2 separate regions of the Gossypium hirsutum genome follow, and region 1 is linked to region 2. Evidence: chromatin contacts called from public Hi-C data. All regions are on one chromosome and are shown on one strand. The core of a region is the stretch at or near the end of the contact, and the rest is flanking DNA. Distances in the headings are between cores, read along the strand shown. Region 1 holds the start of LOC107955231 (sm-like protein LSM5). Region 2 has its middle 16 kb from the start of LOC121204217.

The links. A called contact is a pair of places that touch in the nucleus more often than the background predicts.
Region 1: a contact with region 2 is called in a Hi-C map of leaf, with 1.7 times the contacts expected there. The contact joins the promoter of LOC107955231 here to the enhancer-like site in region 2. A contact is called at or near these places in 6 of 34 Hi-C or Micro-C datasets (hypocotyl, leaf, petal and 1 more).

Annotation. Positions count from the first base shown.
Region 1 is chrA07:45,245,463-45,250,553 of Gossypium_hirsutum_v2.1, reverse strand. LOC107955231 (sm-like protein LSM5) reads left to right here and starts at 2,280. Exons shown (of 4, transcript XM_016890966.2): 1 at 2,280-2,680; 2 at 2,768-2,891; 3 at 3,689-3,761; 4 at 4,005-4,299. The coding sequence starts at 2,647. The coding sequence ends at 4,037. LOC107955230 (3-ketoacyl CoA thiolase 1, peroxisomal) reads right to left here. Exons shown (of 14, transcript XM_016890965.2): 11 at 5,078-5,091; 12 at 4,879-4,987; 13 at 4,693-4,776; 14 at 4,363-4,593. The coding sequence ends at 4,487.
Region 2 is chrA07:45,210,191-45,215,672 of Gossypium_hirsutum_v2.1, reverse strand. It overlaps the pseudogene LOC107955229. Among protein-coding and RNA genes, the nearest start is that of LOC121204217, 16 kb to the right of the region's middle. Within about 2 kb of position 4,177, at least 7 of the 9 cell types and tissues checked have an H3K27ac peak or open chromatin away from gene starts, as enhancers often do. A contact at or near this core is called in leaf, where this site is marked.

The sequences.
Region 1 (5,091 bases), core at 1,031-3,530, 37 kb before region 2:
CCAGTGTAAGACCATGTCTGGGACATGGCATCGACATTGAGACGAGAGCTAGTGTAAGACATGTCTGGGACATGCATCGGCTATGAGATGTGTTAGTGTAAGACCATGTTTGGGACATGGCATCGACTTGAAATATGAGCCAGTGTAAGACCATGTCTGGGACATGGCATCGGCATTCTACCCCATGTTTGAGGCTTATTAATTATCTGGTAGTGTTCCAAATGGTTCAACGGTGAGAGTTATGGTTTAAGTTAATGAGAGAAGTATAACTTTGTTGTGAGTGGTACAAGTACCGATTTAGTATGTATGAGATGTGAGCTCAAAATATGCTATATGATTTGTAATGGATAGTGATGAGTAAGTTGTGCTTATGCCTTCTCTTGTACCATAAGCATGTTGATGAATGGTAGAATTGTTGTTATATTTATTGCATGCAAAGTACTAAGCTTTGTGCTTACTTTCTCTCCTTTTCATTTTCTTATAGTGCCGCCTAAATAGCTCAATGACCAACGTACTTCAGAGCCAACGATCACACTATTAGCCGAAGCATTCGGTATTGTCAGATTACTTGTTTTGAGTATGGCATGTATAGGGCTTAGGCTTTAATGTTTTGTGTCATTGAGAATTGGCCAAATGTGTTGGCTTGGGCTAAAATCTTTTATTTTGTATAAAGCATTGAATGAGGGCTAATATTCATTTTGTTATATATATACATAAAAGATGTTATTTTCATGGATGAGTATATTGCAATGGGAAATGTTGTCTATTGTGGCTGTTTTAGTTATGTGGATCATTCTTGTATTAGTGTTGATTGATTTGTGTAGGTTATGTGAGTAAGGTTAGCAAAGAGGCTTGGTAAATAGCCTTATTTTTGCCCACATGGGTAGACATACGAGCATGTGTCAAAGCAGAGTGTGACACATCCGGCTATGTGTCCCCTGCACGAAAAATTTGCAAGTTAGTATGCATGGTAGTAAACACACGGGCAGAGACACGACCGTGTGTCTCAGCCGTGTGAAGGACACGACCTAGCACACGGGCGTGTGCCTTGGCCATGTGACCCTTAAGAATTGCTGACGTCAGAAACAGAATGTCTAGGTTTTTGCACACGGGCATCTCATGGCCGTGTGAGGGACACGAGCCATGGACACGGGCGTATGCTACGCCGTATGAAAACCCCTGTAGGTTCGAAATTAAAATTAATTTCACTCGGGTAAAGGACACGGGTGTGTCCCTATATGTTTAGGCCGTGTGAGTCACACGGGCCAACAGCACGACCATGTCGAATTGGCCACACGGGCGTGTTGCCCCTCCCACACGGACGTGTGCCCTTGTGTCTAGTGTTATTTTTCAGAGTTCGTTGAAGGACCTGAATTGGTCCCGATTGGTTTTTAAATGAGTGTTAGGAGTCTCGTAAGCCTTATTGAAGAAGTTTAGAATAGGTTTTAAATTTGACCAGGTCTTGATGATTCAGAAGAGTAGGAATGCATGTGTTCAAGGTAGGTAACACCTCGTATTCCGCCCCGGCGTAGGTTACGGGTGTGGGGTGTTACAGCTATGAGCTACGAGCTACCTCTATCCCAAAAAATATTTCAAAGCACCAAGATCCTTTATATAGAAGCAAGAACTGAGATACTCCTTAAAAGTTTTCAAAGCAGCAAAATCATTCCCAAAAATACTTAAATTGCAGTTTAGTTTAGGAATGTAAAGAACGAAATGAATTTTGTCTGTCAATTTAACCATTTTTTTTAGGTAGTCACCACTATTTGGCAATCAGGGAGTCCTACGGAACATGGTACAACATCTCTTACATTCATCAAACACATAAGATCACTCGTAACATGATTTGAACACTCCATATCAATTATCCAATTATTCTTAGACTTACCATTCAACAGAGTGGATGTTGATTGTTTATTATCGAACACTACCAGAAGAGATTGCCATTGCTCAATGGTAAAACTAGTAAGTGCCGCCTCCCTTGGTAGTGGCGGAGGAGGAGAAGACTCACCGCTAGCCTTTTAGAATAATGAAAGAAAAAAATTGTGTAAAAAACCTTACTCATATGCCATGACAAAAATAGGATAATCTCTTAAATTTTATTGATAGATCTTAAGAGTATATATATATATACAATAGTAGTTACATAGGAATCAAATTGCTAAAATATAATGTCCTATAATAATATCACATAATATTGATTAAAAATCAAATTATTAAAAGATAATATAATGTTATGATTTTAATTAAGTTACTTAAAGCAACCTTGGCCAAAAAGCAAGTAGCTGTTGATTTAGGAGGTCTCAAAAGAGTTGAGTAAAGCTTTTGACAGGAAGAGTTGACGTTTGATTCAATGTTTTCCGGAGACAATTTTAAAAATTTCCGATCATCAAACTATTTTTCGTAAAAATAGACATAAAAAGTAACAATTATTTTTCGACGGTGCAACGTTGTTATTAGCGGTTGATAAAGGGCCGTGCTTGGCTGGCCTGGAGGTGCTGGGTCGGGCAAATTTTGAAGTTCATTGGGTCGACAGGGCCTGTTTGACAGACGGATAGTATTAGTAACTCGTTTCATTACGATTACAGAAAACTTGAATCAAACAATTGGGAGCTTTACTTTTGAGTAAACAACACTCTCAAAGCAATGGCAAACAATCCCTCACAGCTTCTTCCATCAGGTGACAGTTTTTCTTTCACTTTCCCTTAAATTTCTCGAGAAAGTTGGATTAAATTCTGATTTGGGTTTGCTTGATTTGTGTTTACAGAGTTGATAGATAGGTGCATAGGGTCCAAAATTTGGGTGATAATGAAAGGTGACAAGGAGCTCGTGGGTACTCTCAGAGGCTTCGATGTCTACGTTAACATGGTCCTTGAAGATGTCACCGAATAGTAAATCTCTTCCCTTTCTCTCTTTTAATGTTTACATATAGATTAGACCTCATATCTAGGCTTTGATTTCCCTTGTGTGTGTTAGGGTTTTATGTAAAATCGTGTTAGGAAAGTGACGGGAAAGAGATCAAGTTGGAGTTTTGGTTTCTGGATATTAGCCATGTTGCATGTATTTAAACAAATTTCAAATTTATGGTACCCCTCTTTGTCCCATGACTTTTGTTTGCCCTGAATATTCCGATGAATTTAAGATTTGCTTTTCATCTTTTGGTTCAATGTTTGAATTCTTTCTCAGTAGCAAGATGGTAACCGGAGAAAGTGAGATGGCTTAAAAGTTTGTTCTGATAGGGTGTGATTTAGAACTAGTTTTCTTCACAAAATTGGTGCCTTCTGTTAGAGTTTGGTTTTTTCAGCAAACCTTTTTGATCTCTGATAAATTTGTATCATTGGCATCCTCGGAACATATCAAGAACCAGCAATCTATGTAGCCAATGTTTTTGGGCTCGATGTCTGCTCACTTAGCTAACTACATTGCTTCCAATTTGATATTCATTGCTTGATTGTACTTTTTTCCACATTTAATTTACTATGTGATGTTTTTTTTTTTTCAATTCGAGAGTGATAACGTGTTTGATTTTCTTACTCATGTGCTTGAAAATAATGAGAAGATGTGCCCTTTTGATTGACTTGTATTGGCCTGGCAACAGATTTTCCCCATGCTTGTATACGTAAGTAATTGGAGAATGTTTATTACTGGTGTTGGTCTTAATTGCTTTTTCGTTTCTGTTGCATCACAGCGAGATCACTACTGAGGGAAGACGGATCACGAAGCTTGATCAAATTTTGCTTAATGGAAATAACATTGCCATTGTAAGTTTAAATGATTTGTGACCTAGTTAATACACTTCTTAAGATCATACTGTACTTAGGATTGGCATATTTATTGAGGATTGCATTATATGGTTAAGCACATGAAGCGTAGAACTGTAGATCGCCAACTAGGGGCAAATGTATCAGTTTGAACAATAGAAACCAAATGCCGCCCAACATGAAGAATTGCAATGAATTCCACTATCTAAATTTCTCATAATAATTCTTTTTTGTACATTGTAGCTGGTCCCAGGAGGCTCACCTGATCCAGAATGAGGCTGCCACCTCTTTTGGTTTTTATGTTCTTCCCTTTCAATGTTATCAAATTCTCAGTTTCAGAGAGAACTCTGGCATAGAAGGAAACGTCGTATCATTTAGACCTTAATCACTGTAAGATTCCCCAGGTTTCATTATAGGACAGAATTGGTCACAATTACTGTAATGGTTAATGATTTGATTATGCGAATTATAGTTATGATTCAACGTCTGTATCTTTAATTCAATTTTAACTATATGATCAAGTTGAATGCTTTGGTAATTCACTAGCTTCTGCTTTCTTAGGAATAATTTATGGCTAATAAGCAAACATGAACATTTAGTATAGAAGAATAAAGCCATTCCAAGGATCTTGAAATCGACATGATTATCTAACTTTTGCTTTGGAATATGCCAAAGTTTTATTGAATACATAAAGCAAACATTTAAGATACCAACAAACATCTCTATCAAGCATCCTTGGAGAGAAGTTCGTTTTTATGGACAGCTCGAGCATTGCAGAATTCATCAACGCAGTCCCCCCTTTCGAAAACAGAAGCGGCCCCCATTCCACTGCCTGCAATGACAAGAGATTCGGATAAAAAAAGGAAATGAACCAGGCTTAACATTTCAGTTAAATCCTCGGTTAGAGGGAGGAAGAGAAGGATACGGATACCTATGCACATTGAGATCACTCCAAAGCGACAGTCCTTCCCACGACGTTTCATCTCATTCAATAGAGTTCCCACACAGCGAGCTCCTGATACATAGAATAGTGTATAGCAAAAATTAATACATGTGTAACTGTGTATGGCTTGTGTGCCACTTCCATGCAGCAACCAGGGCAATTGTTTTTAAGTACCAGTAGCACCCAAAGGATGCCCAAGGGCTATTGCACCTCCATTAACATTGACCTTTTCACGATCAAGCCCCAATTTCTTGCAAGAGTATACAAACTGGGATGCAAATGCCTGAGGCGAGATACATATTGCATAATTAGAAAAAGAGGGCTTAAATTTGATTCACCCTCAAAATAAAAATCAACTAAAGAAACCCATCACCTCATTTATTTCAA
Region 2 (5,482 bases), core at 2,928-5,427:
CAATTTTGTTTCAATTGCCTTGTTCTACCAAATGAAGGATATTAATTTTAGTAAAGATTTCAATGTAGATTAACTAAATGGAACCTTATTAAGAAAAACAAAATGTTTTTTCCGCCTAACAACTAGAGAATTACATTTGCTTTTCAAAATTTTATTACACTTCTCACTAAACAACACTGAATGAACTGGTCAAATATCAACTTTTTAAACTGAAAACAGGTATAAATAAGTTTCATGCAGAACCTGCAAGCCATAGATGTTGGCTTCCTTTTCAGCTATGACAGCATCACTGAAGGACTCATCCTTGTCTTGAACATCAGCTGAAGAATCCTATGAACAAAGCCATGAAGCTACCTGAGTCTACTAGCAGTGGTACACATTATAAAAACTAGATTTACATGATAAATTTGACAAATCTTACCTTAGACTCAGAATCTGCAATGGCATCCTCCAACTCTGTTCCCGTAGGAGATATGATATCAGTGCTGATCACATCCACATGTGGGACAACTGCAGATGAAACTAGCATCCCAGAAGGAACACTAGTGGTAACATCTTTTGACATAACTATGGGCTCCGGTTGGATTTGATATTGATTCTTTCTCGAAGGTTCAGTTAGAGAAAACGTAAGATCTTCTACAATTGAATTCTTGTGCACGGGATCTAGGAGGACCACCTTCTCAGCATTTGGATTGGAATAATTAAGTTCATCATCAATGAGGAGAACCTCTTTCCTAGCTGCATTATTGTCTGGAATTTGTGACATAGCATGAAGGTCTTCATTGAGCAAGCTTGAGCACAGAACAGAGTCAACATGAATTGTAGGTGAGTGCAACTTGGTTAAGCCCATAAGCATATCTTTTTTAGATATATCATTTTGACTTGCAACAAACTGAGATTGTGGTGGTTCATGCAACACAGGGCCATTCAAAGACTCAGAGATAAGATCACCCAATTTACTATAAAGTCTTGTGTCATTTATGCTCTTTGGAAACAAGCATGTGGCTTCAGTGTTCCTGGCACATGAAGTAGTATCTCCCTGTCCAATTACTTTCCTATTGAAACCACAAGATTCAGCTATATCAGATGTGGTTTTTCCCAAGGTTTGCAGATGTTCTATGTTACTATTTATAGATAAGGATGAAGGAACCATCTTCTGAGAGACTTGTGAATCTTTTTCCTGAGTACCTACAGCAAAACCAGAAGTTTGGTTGCAGTCTGCATTAGACAATTTGTTGTTATATCCCATACTGCTATCAGGGGATTTCCCCTCATAAAGTTTTCCACCTTGATGCAAAAATGGATCACTTATATAAGACCTGTTCCAGGTGTCCAAGCTTGCAGTATATTCTTCATAATTGTCCAGCCTCACAAAACTGAATTTACTCAAATCAATTTTAGCTGTTTGCCATTTTTCATTACTGTCACTGGTTCCCTTGTGAATAGGTTCATTCATGCCAGAAGGTTCAGGATTTGGAAAGCAGTTCTGCATATCCAGTTTTGATTTTGATGTAGATTCAGTGTCCAACAAGTAATTATCTGCACCACACTTCATAAGATCAATTTTATCATGCTGTTGCATCAACCTTTCCTGCATGGAATTTGAAAAAACAAGGGAAGGTGATGGGCTCTTTGAAAAATTTAAAGGGGAAGATGGGCTCATTCCTTCTTGTGAACAGTAAGCGGACCTCCCTCCACAGTCCTGCAGCTTTGAATCTGAAAATGCATGTGATATGCCTGGGTGAGAATCCAGGGAATCAACAGATCCTGACAACAGGCTTAATGGATTGCCAGCATTTGAGATGGGCTTTTCAGAAAGGAATGATCTTTCTTTGTGCATAAACCTTTCATGTGAAATTCCATTGTAATCACCATTGCTTTTGTTGAAAACTACAAAAAATATGGAATCTTTGCTGGGATCAGGGCTTAGTAGCTGATCTCCATAAGCTTGGCATGTGTGGTTGGCAGCAACCCTTATGCAAGGGTGACTATGATTCATCAAAGCAGGTGGAACCTGTAGGGCATCTTTATAATTAGGATTAATAGTGCTGCGGATCTCAGGATTCAAGTGTGCTGTATTGAAGGAATAGTTGTATTCAGAGCTGGCGTTATTAGAAATTGATTGTGCACAAACATTGCATTCCTCATGCTGGAAAGGTAGTGGAGAAATAGGAGTAGATGGGGATCTGGCTATATTTTGGATATCATGGAAAACCTGAGATGGATGCAATGCATTAAAACCACCCATAGTGTCCAAAGAGATTACTGAAGTTGGACACCATTTGGGGAAACTAGGGTTAGGATCCAAATTGGGTCCCAATTGACATCCTTCACTAGGTAAACAGAGCTCACCAGAGATTTTCCTAGGACTCGGATCTACTGTCCCATTGACAGCAGCCACATACTGGTAACCAGGATTGCTCTGGTGCATGGTCGTTGCCTCAAGGGAAGATGCATTTCCAGAGTCATCATAGGGAATCAAAAATATCCTCAGCTTTTTAGAACCTTCAAGCTTTTCAAGCCCATGGTATTCCTCTATCATATTCTTAAGGTCTTCATCAGAATAAGGGCATCAAGATCCTCACCTGGAAGTTGGTACTTGATTGAATGAGGTTGGCTGAAAAAATTTGAAGTTCTCCTCAGAAGCTGCTCCCAAGAAAGACAATTCTGAATGGAAATAATGTGCGTCTCTCCCCCAACATATCTGAGTTTACCATCACTTGGCCTAGGCAATATTTTTCCACTAAAGCTGCACAGAAGTTTCATTTTCCAAGATTGAGATCCATCAGTAGCTCCCTGCCCACTAAAGTTGTTGGAACTAGAAGAGTCACATGCATAAATGGCTGTAGTAGGTTGTCCAAAACCATTTGGATGGCTCCTATCACAATTCAGTTCACCATAAGCCTTCCTTGTCACTTGTCCAATTTCACCATCTTCCTTCTGGTATCTACCTATCTTTTCAACACAAGACCCGTGTTCACTCCCTCTAGAAGAACCATTCAGAGATGCAAAATCAGAAATGTCAGAAGCACACTTGGAATCCATTCTTTTCAACTGAATTCGGGCAAGATCCTGATACCCCATTTGGTGGTTCTGATCGAACCAAACTCTCTTCTCATGTGTCAGTGCTGCATCTGGTCTAGCAATGGCTCTTGTGCCAACACACTCCTGAACAAACCCCATGGAGAATTCCTCACCTGTCTGTACAGATATAGTCTTATTATTATTTACATTCTTCCCCACATAGGAACAGCATATGTATATTCTTGTTGTACTAATTGATCAGATGGGCCAGACGTTTTCCTGATCATGTTCCAAACAAGTTCCTAGGTTTGTTTACTTACATAACAACAATGTGTTAGCTCCTTGGACCACTCTTTTTCACTTCAATCCACCAATTAATAATGCATAATTAAGTCATTCATCGTATCAGCTAGCATTCAGAACCTCACGGTTAAAGTCTAGGATTCCCTGCACCTCAAACGCTAAACTTCAAAATCGACAGCAATACTTTCACAAATCACCAACATCTATCTTCTACTTGCAACCCAATTTCTCAATCAAATCCAACACATATGTATACGTGACAAAAAGAAAACCGCAAATTCGCAGATCCTTTTCACAAAAATTACGTACAAATTATTCACAAAATATCAGTTTCAATCCAATGCCAAAATTTAGTTACAAATCTAATCATAACAAATACCTTCCTCTTCTACAAATTCCAGACCGTTGATCCAAAGGAAGAATATAAGCAAACCTATCTCTAACTCGAAAAAAGAAAAAAGGAAAGGAAAAAAAAGCTCAAAATCACATTTCAAGACCGTCGCTGTACGACAAACCTAAAAAAATCAAACATAAAACAATAAATAAATAACCAGCGACGTTTTCGAACAACGGCTTATCGATAACAGAATTTAAAATATAAGCGAAACTTAAAAGAAAATGATGATACCTGGTAGCCAACCTCCTTTGTGAAATCAGTGGTTTGAGCTCCTGAGCTGACAATTATTGGCGATTATGATTTTTTTGATACGATATAGAGAGGGAAAAGAACGAAATGAGAAAAAAAAGAAAGAAGAAAGAAAGAGGGAAAGTGGAAATGGTGGAGAAGGGAGCGTGGCTTATGGCTGTAGCAAGTTACAATTTCGGGCATGCAAGAGCTGACATTGCAAACTCAAGTGTGGTGAGATTTAAAGAGTAAAAAAATTTGAACTGAAATGCAGCACAATTGTTTGGCAAGCACATAGTAAGTATTTCTCATTTCACTGTAACTTCAAATATTGGTTGGAGTTAAAAGGTCCAGTGGACTGATTTGAAAGTTAAAAAATAAGGGTCCAACTCTTTTTTTATTATTTATTTTATTTAATACACATAATATAAGTTTAATATGTCATTATTTAATATAATACAATTTTTAATAAATATATAATTTTTATTTATAAATTTAGTATAAATTCAATTTAATTTATATTTTATTATTTTATTTAAATATAATTTAAAAATATTTAAATTTTATTGTATATGATTTTAATATTTTAATTATCATTTTATAAAAAATATAATTTTAATTTATGTTTTATATTAAATAATATAACATAAATATATTGTCATTTCTAATCTAATGTCCTTAATAGTCGTTTTATATTCTCACTTCACCGCTACAGCTGCGTTTAAATCCAAACACACACCACATTATTGTTTCTAATATCATCGCTATAGTATCCAATCTCACCGTTACAGTAACTAATTTCACCGTCACCACTGTTTTTAACCTCACCGAAGGTAAACACACCATCCATCCAAACTAAGCCTAAGCAGCATCCATCGACAACCATCATTCAAATAATAAAAATCATGAAACAGATCATATGAATTATTAATTTTCAATTTTTAAGTTGTAACGATTTTCTTGCGTTTAGTTTTGTTATTTGGAGTTCAGAGTGTTTGCTTTTCCTTCTCAACTTTGAGCTGTTCTTTCATTTAAAAAGAAAATTGTTACAAGATGGCCAATTTGCCACTAAATTTAATTGTTCGAATTTGAAAGTTTTGGCCAATAAAATTTTAAAATTTTTATCCAAAATTATTTTACCAAACTTAAATTATACATAAATTTTAGTATAAAATGTATTTTTATACATTAATTTTAATTTTATGAAATTTTATATATACAATTTTGATTTGATATTATTGTTATAAACTATTAATATAATTATCAATATAGTATTATTTTATATTTATATATTACATATATAAATAATTATTGTTATTTAATATAAAAATAAATTAATATATTTATTTCTTTGAATGTTTATAATTAAATCAAAATTAAAATTTCATATATATACTTGATAAAAAGAAGTTTCATTTCATATAACAACAATCATCACAGACATAGCAACAATGACATATAGCCAAAGCCAATTACACCATGATCTCAAGCATAAACCGTCAAACCACATAAAAAAAAGGAAAAAAAGAA